2 separate regions of the Sus scrofa genome follow, and region 1 is linked to region 2. The links are chromatin contacts, called in public promoter capture Hi-C maps. All regions are on one chromosome and are shown on one strand. Each heading gives the region's core, a stretch centred on a gene start, on an enhancer-like site or on the middle of the called end of the contact. The rest is flanking DNA. Distances are from core to core; before and after follow the strand shown.

Region 1 (3,455 bases), core at 604-3,103, 550 kb after region 2:
ATAGAACTCACGCTGTCACAGAGACAAGCCAGATCATTAACCTACTGAGCCACAGAGGGAACTCCTCATATTTTCTGAAAAATAGAAATGTGAGAAGAAGCAATCCCACACTAGAGAGGCCTATCACATGCATCACAGGGGAGCCAGGAGAGGTGGCCTTGTTCAGTGCTGGAGGGTTGTCTGGTAGAGTTTAAGTTGCACAAGACCCAAGAGCACTAAAAGCGAAACCATTCAGCCATCCTCCCATTTTCATTTTCAAACACTCAAAACCCCGCTACCACCACTGCAGCTCCTGCCTCTCTATTTAGAAAGTCAGGTGAAAGAATGGATGACCTCACTTTCCTCAACAGGCAGGTCCCAACATGTTGTGAACAAAACAAAACTTGAGTAAATCGATTCATATTTTAAATACCCTAGCTGAGGTCTTTGTTTTAGCAATCCTGACAAGATCCTCTTTGCGAAGCAAACCCAAGCAGATTGTGATGTTAACACTGTTTTGCAAACAAACAAACAAAATTTTTTTGGTATCCTGCAAGTGTCCTAGCTTCAGCCTGGAATCAGTCTTAAGAGCTGTCCGGGTGTCTGGGCAACTGGTGGGGGAACCTGGTATAGAGCCCATTTGTGTGAAACCAAGGACCCTCCTGCAAGAGATACCACTGTAGGGGCCAAGGGAGCCTGTACAAGCTCAACCTAGTATGGAAGCCTGGGGCTTTGGAGAGAAAGTGTGATTCTGAACCTGGAGCCCTGCTCTATCAGACTACTATTCAGCCGCCTCTGGATTCAAATCAAGTCATACAGCAGAAGGGAGCTATGAACACACGCTGCAAAAAATGCCACAAGGTCCTCCTTTGACATCCTATCAAAGAGGTGAGTAGTATTCTCCCCACTTCTGCCCTAAGCCCAGGGAGTGTCAGTAAAGTTAGGGCTCCAGTAGACCCAGCATGCCCTCGGGGTCCTCATGGCTCCCCAGTGGGAAGAGGATCACCCTGGTGCCTGCAGTGGGGACCAGCAGCACAAGACAACCCCCTTGGCCCAGAGATCAAAGTCTTCACTGGGAGGGTCTCCAAAAGGCCACTATGAAGTGAGTAGGGCTGTCGCTGACCTGGCCGAAGTGGGTTTGAGCAGGCAAGGAGGAAACCGGCAGAAGCTACGTCGTGGCCAAAAGGAGTCATTCATGTATGTACCCACATTGCACCTGGAGATTCCTAGAGACAACTGCAGTCAGGACGTTCTGCAACAGCTGGTCACAGCGAGAGCAAGGAAAAAGTACTGCAGAGGGCTTGTAGTGTCTTCTTTCTAACCCCAAGGGGGTGGGCTGTAAGGTGGTCTGGGGAAACTCAGGCCAGAATATCTTAAGGGTTTTTTTACAAACATGAAATAAACTGGAATACTAAATCCTAGCTGGTTCATCTGGTAATTATTTTTTTAATCATAGTCAGCCTTAGCTTTTCCTGAACCCCCAGCCCTGTAAAACTTCGTGCATGACTTCAGCTTTACTTTTCTTCTCAAGACATGTCAATGTGCTGAGTCACTAAAAAAAAAAAAAAAAAAAAAAAGAAAAGAAGAAAGAAAAAAAGCAAAAGAGAAAAAACAGAAAGTGAAGGAAAAATGATCCGGCTTCTGAGGACTAGCCTTGGTAATGACCTAAGTGGCACTTTTTTCCCTGGTTGTGATTCCTGTGATGCTAAAGGACGTCACATTGCACAATCTTAATAAGGTTTCCAATCAGCCCCACCCGCTCTGGCCCCACCCCCACCCTCCAACAAAGATTTATCAAATGTGGGATTTTCCCATGAGTCTCAATATTAGAGTCTCAACCCCCAATAAATATGAGACTGGGGATGTCTAAGGCTCAGTCTGCCCTCGAGCCCACCAGGAACGAAAGAGAGCTCCATCTGCCCTCCAGGAACCCAGCTATGAACTCCCTCTCCACAAGTAAGTGAAGGAAATCCCTAGCCTTGGAACTGCCTGGCAGCCGTGCCTGGCGAGGGAGGGGGTGTGTATCCGCTGCTGCGAGAGCTGGCGGGCGGCCAGCAGCCAGAAGCACAGCTCCCCCAGTGGTGCAGTCTGCTCACTGGCTGCTCTCCCTTCCCTCCGGCACAGGCGCCTTCAGTCCAGTCGCCTTCTCCCTGGGGCTGCTTCTGGTGATGGCTACTGCCTTCCCTACCCCGGGACGCCTGGAAGAAGATGCCAAAGGTGATGCCACCTCAGACAAAATGCTCTTCACCTCTCCGGACAAAACTGAAGAACTCATTAAGTACATCCTCGGCAAAATCTCTGCAATGAGAAAGGAGGTGGGTAGGCTCGCCTGAGGGAGATGAAGGGCCCCTGTAGGTGGTCATCTCCTCGGCCTTGGATGTGAACAGCGGCTCCTGCTTTTGGTGGGGAGGGGAAGGTCTTTGCTGGGTTCTGGGACAGCTTCGATCTGAAGCCAAAGGGGCAGGCTGTGTTTTTTAATTTCTCCTCTGCTGCTGGTCTCAGGTAGTTCCTTTTCCTCCGGGGAAAATATACTGCGGGGCTGGAATCCATGCCTCAAGTCTCATTCGCATTTCCATGCTTGGCATGAGCTGAGAGTCACACTCACTGCCTCTCAGGATTTCCTCTTCTCTAACCAAAAAATAAGGCCTGTCAATCTTCTTTGCGTTCCTTGGACTTGGGGGGAGCATTTAAAAGCACCACTGAAATGACTGTTCAGCTTCTCAGGACAGTCACTGTACTTTTAGATTACGCCAGCTCAGTGGTTAGGGACTCCCCAGAGTCATTCCGGCAAATAAGATGCATACCTGACAGCCCACCAAAGTGGCAAAATCCTAGGTAGGTTAAAGCAGCTCCCAAGCTTAAAATGTAAGGGAGTTTGGCTCTGTTTGGTAGAAAGGAAAGAACACAGGAGAGGAGATTGGGAGCCTCAAATTTGGTTCTGATCTGTTGAACCTGCTTTGTGATCTCGGGCAAATTCCCTACCACCTGTGCGCCCCATCTGCAAAATTATGGATTTAGACTAGATGATCTGAAAGGCTCTTCCAGCTGGCACATTCTATGGCTCAAATTATACTCACCCAATTATCATCAAAATTCCTGTCATTTATTAAGGATCCACTATGTGCCAGGCACTTTACAGATAAATATTATATTAAGATATAAATATTATATCTTATCCTCACAGTAAACTTACAAGGGAGGTGTTTCATTATCCCCAACTAGGAGAGTTAGGGGCACTGAGACTTGGAATAGGTAATATGCCTGAAGGCAGAGGGGAGGTCAGAATGGAACCCAGGGGTGCCCATTCTCCACTTGTTTGCCTGGATGCGAATGGGTTCTGACTCCACTTTTCTTAGAGAACTTCCTGGCCATGGTAGATCATGAATCAGCCCTCTAGTGGTGTTCGTTTTGGGAGCACTTATATGATAACAGCTCTAATACTCTTTCCCAGATGTGTGAGAAGTATGAGAAGTGTG
Region 2 (3,277 bases), core at 630-3,129:
TTCACAGGGGTGGTCCCTCCAAAACTAGATCTGTACTAGGGCTGGGAAGAGTTAGGAAAACAGATGTGTCCATGAAAAGTGGGAATGAGTGACATTTACTGGGATATGGGTATAAACTAAAGTTGACAAAACCATATAGTTCAATAAATATTTATGGACTGCCTACTATGCAGTGGATATAAAACCATTACAAAGGTTTTGTGATTTCACAGGAGTCAGGTTACATTTGAGAGTGAAATGGGCCACTTCAGAGCACTACCTCCATTAAGTTCTGCCCAGCCACCAAACCCTGTGAAAACCGATGCACCCACTTTAAGGAGGTGGTCTGACCCTCCCAGGGTCAAGCTGTATGACTGCAAGACAGAAATGATGGAGGGAGGTAGCAGGCTTAGAGCCGATGGGCCTTCCAGGAGAGGAAGGAGTTCCAGATAACAGCAACGCACTGGACAACAGCCAACCTGCAATGAAGAGGGACCAGGCAGAAGTTGGCTAACTGCGCAGCAGGCCAGAGGTAGTAGTTGGTGATGAAGGCATCAGGATAATCCCGCTGGAGTTTGGCCCAATTGTCCCGGTAACAGTCCATTCAGTGTCCCTACCAGTGAGAGGAAACAGCCTAGAAAACACGGGGTAAACCCCACCCCCACCCCCTGATCCAGTAGCAACATCTTTAGTGCATCCACCTTGGTGGCGCGAGGGATGAGCCAGTCCGAAACCTTGTACCAGCCTCCAACTATAGGGCCCACAAAGCCACAGCCCATCAGGGACCCAGGGGTCAAGACCTGTACTTTCCATGGGTGAGCAGTCAGAGCCCTCTGGTATGCTGGACAAAGTGCCATGCTTCCTGGGCAGGAACTCAAACCCTGCAACCATTCTTTAATTAAATAAAAATGAAACCAGAGAGAATGTTCCCCAGCCACCAAAGACACGACTCCAGAGCAGTGAGCATCTGTCTCATGTCAGAATCAGGATGCTTCTGTGTTGCTGCCAGGAAGCCTACAGCTTGTGAGGGGAGCTGCTGGCTCTCAGGTCTGCTGTCCCAGCAGAGGACAAGAGGGGAAGGGGTGAAGTAAGGTGAAGGCACAGCCCTCCTGGGAGCTCCAGGGAGCCCTCAGAGAGCTCATGAGCAGGCCCCAGGTCTGCTCAGCCTTGCTTCTTCCTATTAGCAGTGCCCCAGTTTGCAGGCTCTATCAGACATCTTTATTCGGATCAATCAGCAAACACTTAGGGCTTTGTCCCAGTGTTTGCAGAGCACGTGGAGCTCTGGAAGGCAGTGTCACACTGGTGTCTCACTTAAGCTCGGACAGGGGAGGCCTGCCTGCATTGTCTGTTTCATTCACCCAACTGCCCAGAGGCCAAGATGTGGCTCCTTACCTTGTTAGACAATCAAGAGAACAGAGAAGAGAAGTTAATTCCCTACAGCAGAGTAGAAATGTGAGTCCACCAGGGACCTATGGGTACAGCACAGGGAACTGCCCTCAGTATCTTGTAATAACTTGGAAGGGAAAAGAATCTGGAAGAGAATAGATGAATACATGTAAGTGAGTCACATGTACGTGTGAGTGAGTGTACCTGAAACTGACACAACACTGTAAATCAACTACACTTCAATAAAACAAAAACTAAGTAAGCAAACATTTTAAAAATGTTTAAAATAAATTTTTAAAAAGCAATGTGGATGCAAATCTTCCAGCATGCATCCAGGACTTATCATCAGAGAAGGTACCATTTAAGTGTCTACTCTGTACTAGGCGTTGTATTAAGCCTTGTATGTGCATTTCATTTCTTATGCAATCTTATGAAGGAAGAGGTATAAGAACCCCCATTTTCTTTCTTTTTTTTTTTGTCTTTTTTTTGTCCTTTTAGGGCCACACCGGCGGCATATGGAGGTTCCCAGGCTAGGGGTCCAATCAGAGCTGTAGCTGTCAGCCTACGTCAGAGCCACAGCAACGCTGGATCCTTAACCCACTGAGGGAGGCCAGGGATCGAACCTGCATCCTCATGGATACTAGTCAGGTTCGTTAACCACTGAACCACAATGGGAACTCCAGAACCCCCAATTTCTGAGGCAGAGAAATAGCAGCTAAGATTGTGGTGGAAACTTTCACCTGTTTTCCCAGCTCTTCAGGGCCTGAGCCTGATAGAAACCTGGCAGCCTGACCTGAGGGGCTATGCCGTTAACCCTTGTCTTTACCTCCAGGCAGGATGGGTGGAGAGACGGTGCAGGGGGGCTCCTCAGAGAGTTAACGGGTAGGCTCTGCCTAGGAGTTCAGACAGGGATTAGGGGGTTGGGTGTGGGATGAGAGCTCTCCAGGAGGGCTTGGGAGTGGACGAGCCTTATGTGGCAGGTAAGGAAGGGTTCCTGGGCACAGCGAGTTCCCCGGTTGGGTGGAGGGCCTGGCCAGACTGGGCAGGGGGCCTGGGAGGGAAGGCAGGGTCGGGCCAGGTGGCAGGAGCCCGGAATACAGTGACAGCTGGGAGGATGCAGATCCCCCTGGGGAGGCAGCAGCCGGCTGAGTACTCGGAAGCAGGCCCTGCTGCCTCGACTCCAGGGGCTTATTTGGCAGTTGAGGGCAGGCCTTCATCTCTGCAAGGACTGTGAAGTCAGCAGGGGCACAGGACGGGGAAGGGGCGCGGCGCTCCTTTCCGCCCCCTCCCACTGCCTTTCCCTTCCAGCTGAGGCCCAGCCGGGGTCAAGGGAATACAAAGGACCATGAACAGTTCTTATTTCCCACAGCGGCCAAGTCACTTCCTGAAACGAAACAAAACCAGTTATCTCTAGCGATCACAGGCTGCACCAGTCCTCTTAACAGTCAGGGGCTGGGAGGAAGGGAAAGGTCCTCCCCAAGAGCCCTCATCTGACGAATGAATTGCCCGTTGGGTTTACCTCTGCACATCTTGAGGAGGGAAGAGCTCCTGGTCCTTAAGGCAATTCCAGGGGCCTGTGAAAATTCAGTTAGACACCCCGCCCAACCCCAGCTGGTTCTGCATCCTCACCAATCTGGCTTCACCACACTGATGGCTTCAGTTTGAAAAGTGCATGTAATTCTCACATACTTATTTAAGTAGCAAATGTTTAGTGCATGTTATTTGTGATTGGCATTTTTTTTTTCTCTCTCTGTTGGGCCACCTCGTGGCATATGGAGTTCCCGGGCCAGGAATCAGATCCAAGCTGCAGTTGCGATCTCCACCAAAGCTGTGGCAATGCCAGATCCTTAACCCCCTGTGCTGGCAGGGGATCTAACGTGCTTCCCAGGGCAGCAGAGACACCGCCAATCCT

What was found. Promoter capture Hi-C pulls out the DNA fragments that hold promoters and counts their contacts.
Region 1: a promoter capture Hi-C map of fetal skeletal muscle shows a contact between it and region 2, with 5 times the contacts expected there. The contact joins the promoter of IL6 here to the promoter of LOC100518800 in region 2. A contact is called at or near these places in 1 of 5 promoter capture datasets (fetal skeletal muscle) and 4 of 47 Hi-C or Micro-C datasets (embryonic fibroblasts, epiblast stem cells, heart right ventricle and 1 more).

The regions. Positions count from the first base shown.
Region 1 is chr9:91,504,568-91,508,022 of Sscrofa11.1, forward strand. IL6 (interleukin 6 (interferon, beta 2)) reads left to right here and starts at 1,854. Exons shown (of 5, transcript NM_214399.1): 1 at 1,854-1,935; 2 at 2,104-2,294; 3 at 3,431-3,455. The coding sequence starts at 1,917.
Region 2 is chr9:90,950,363-90,953,639 of Sscrofa11.1, forward strand. LOC100518800 (protein Mpv17) reads right to left here and starts at 1,880. Exons shown (of 2, transcript XM_021063439.1): 1 at 577-1,880; 2 at 1-575. The coding sequence starts at 836. The coding sequence ends at 389.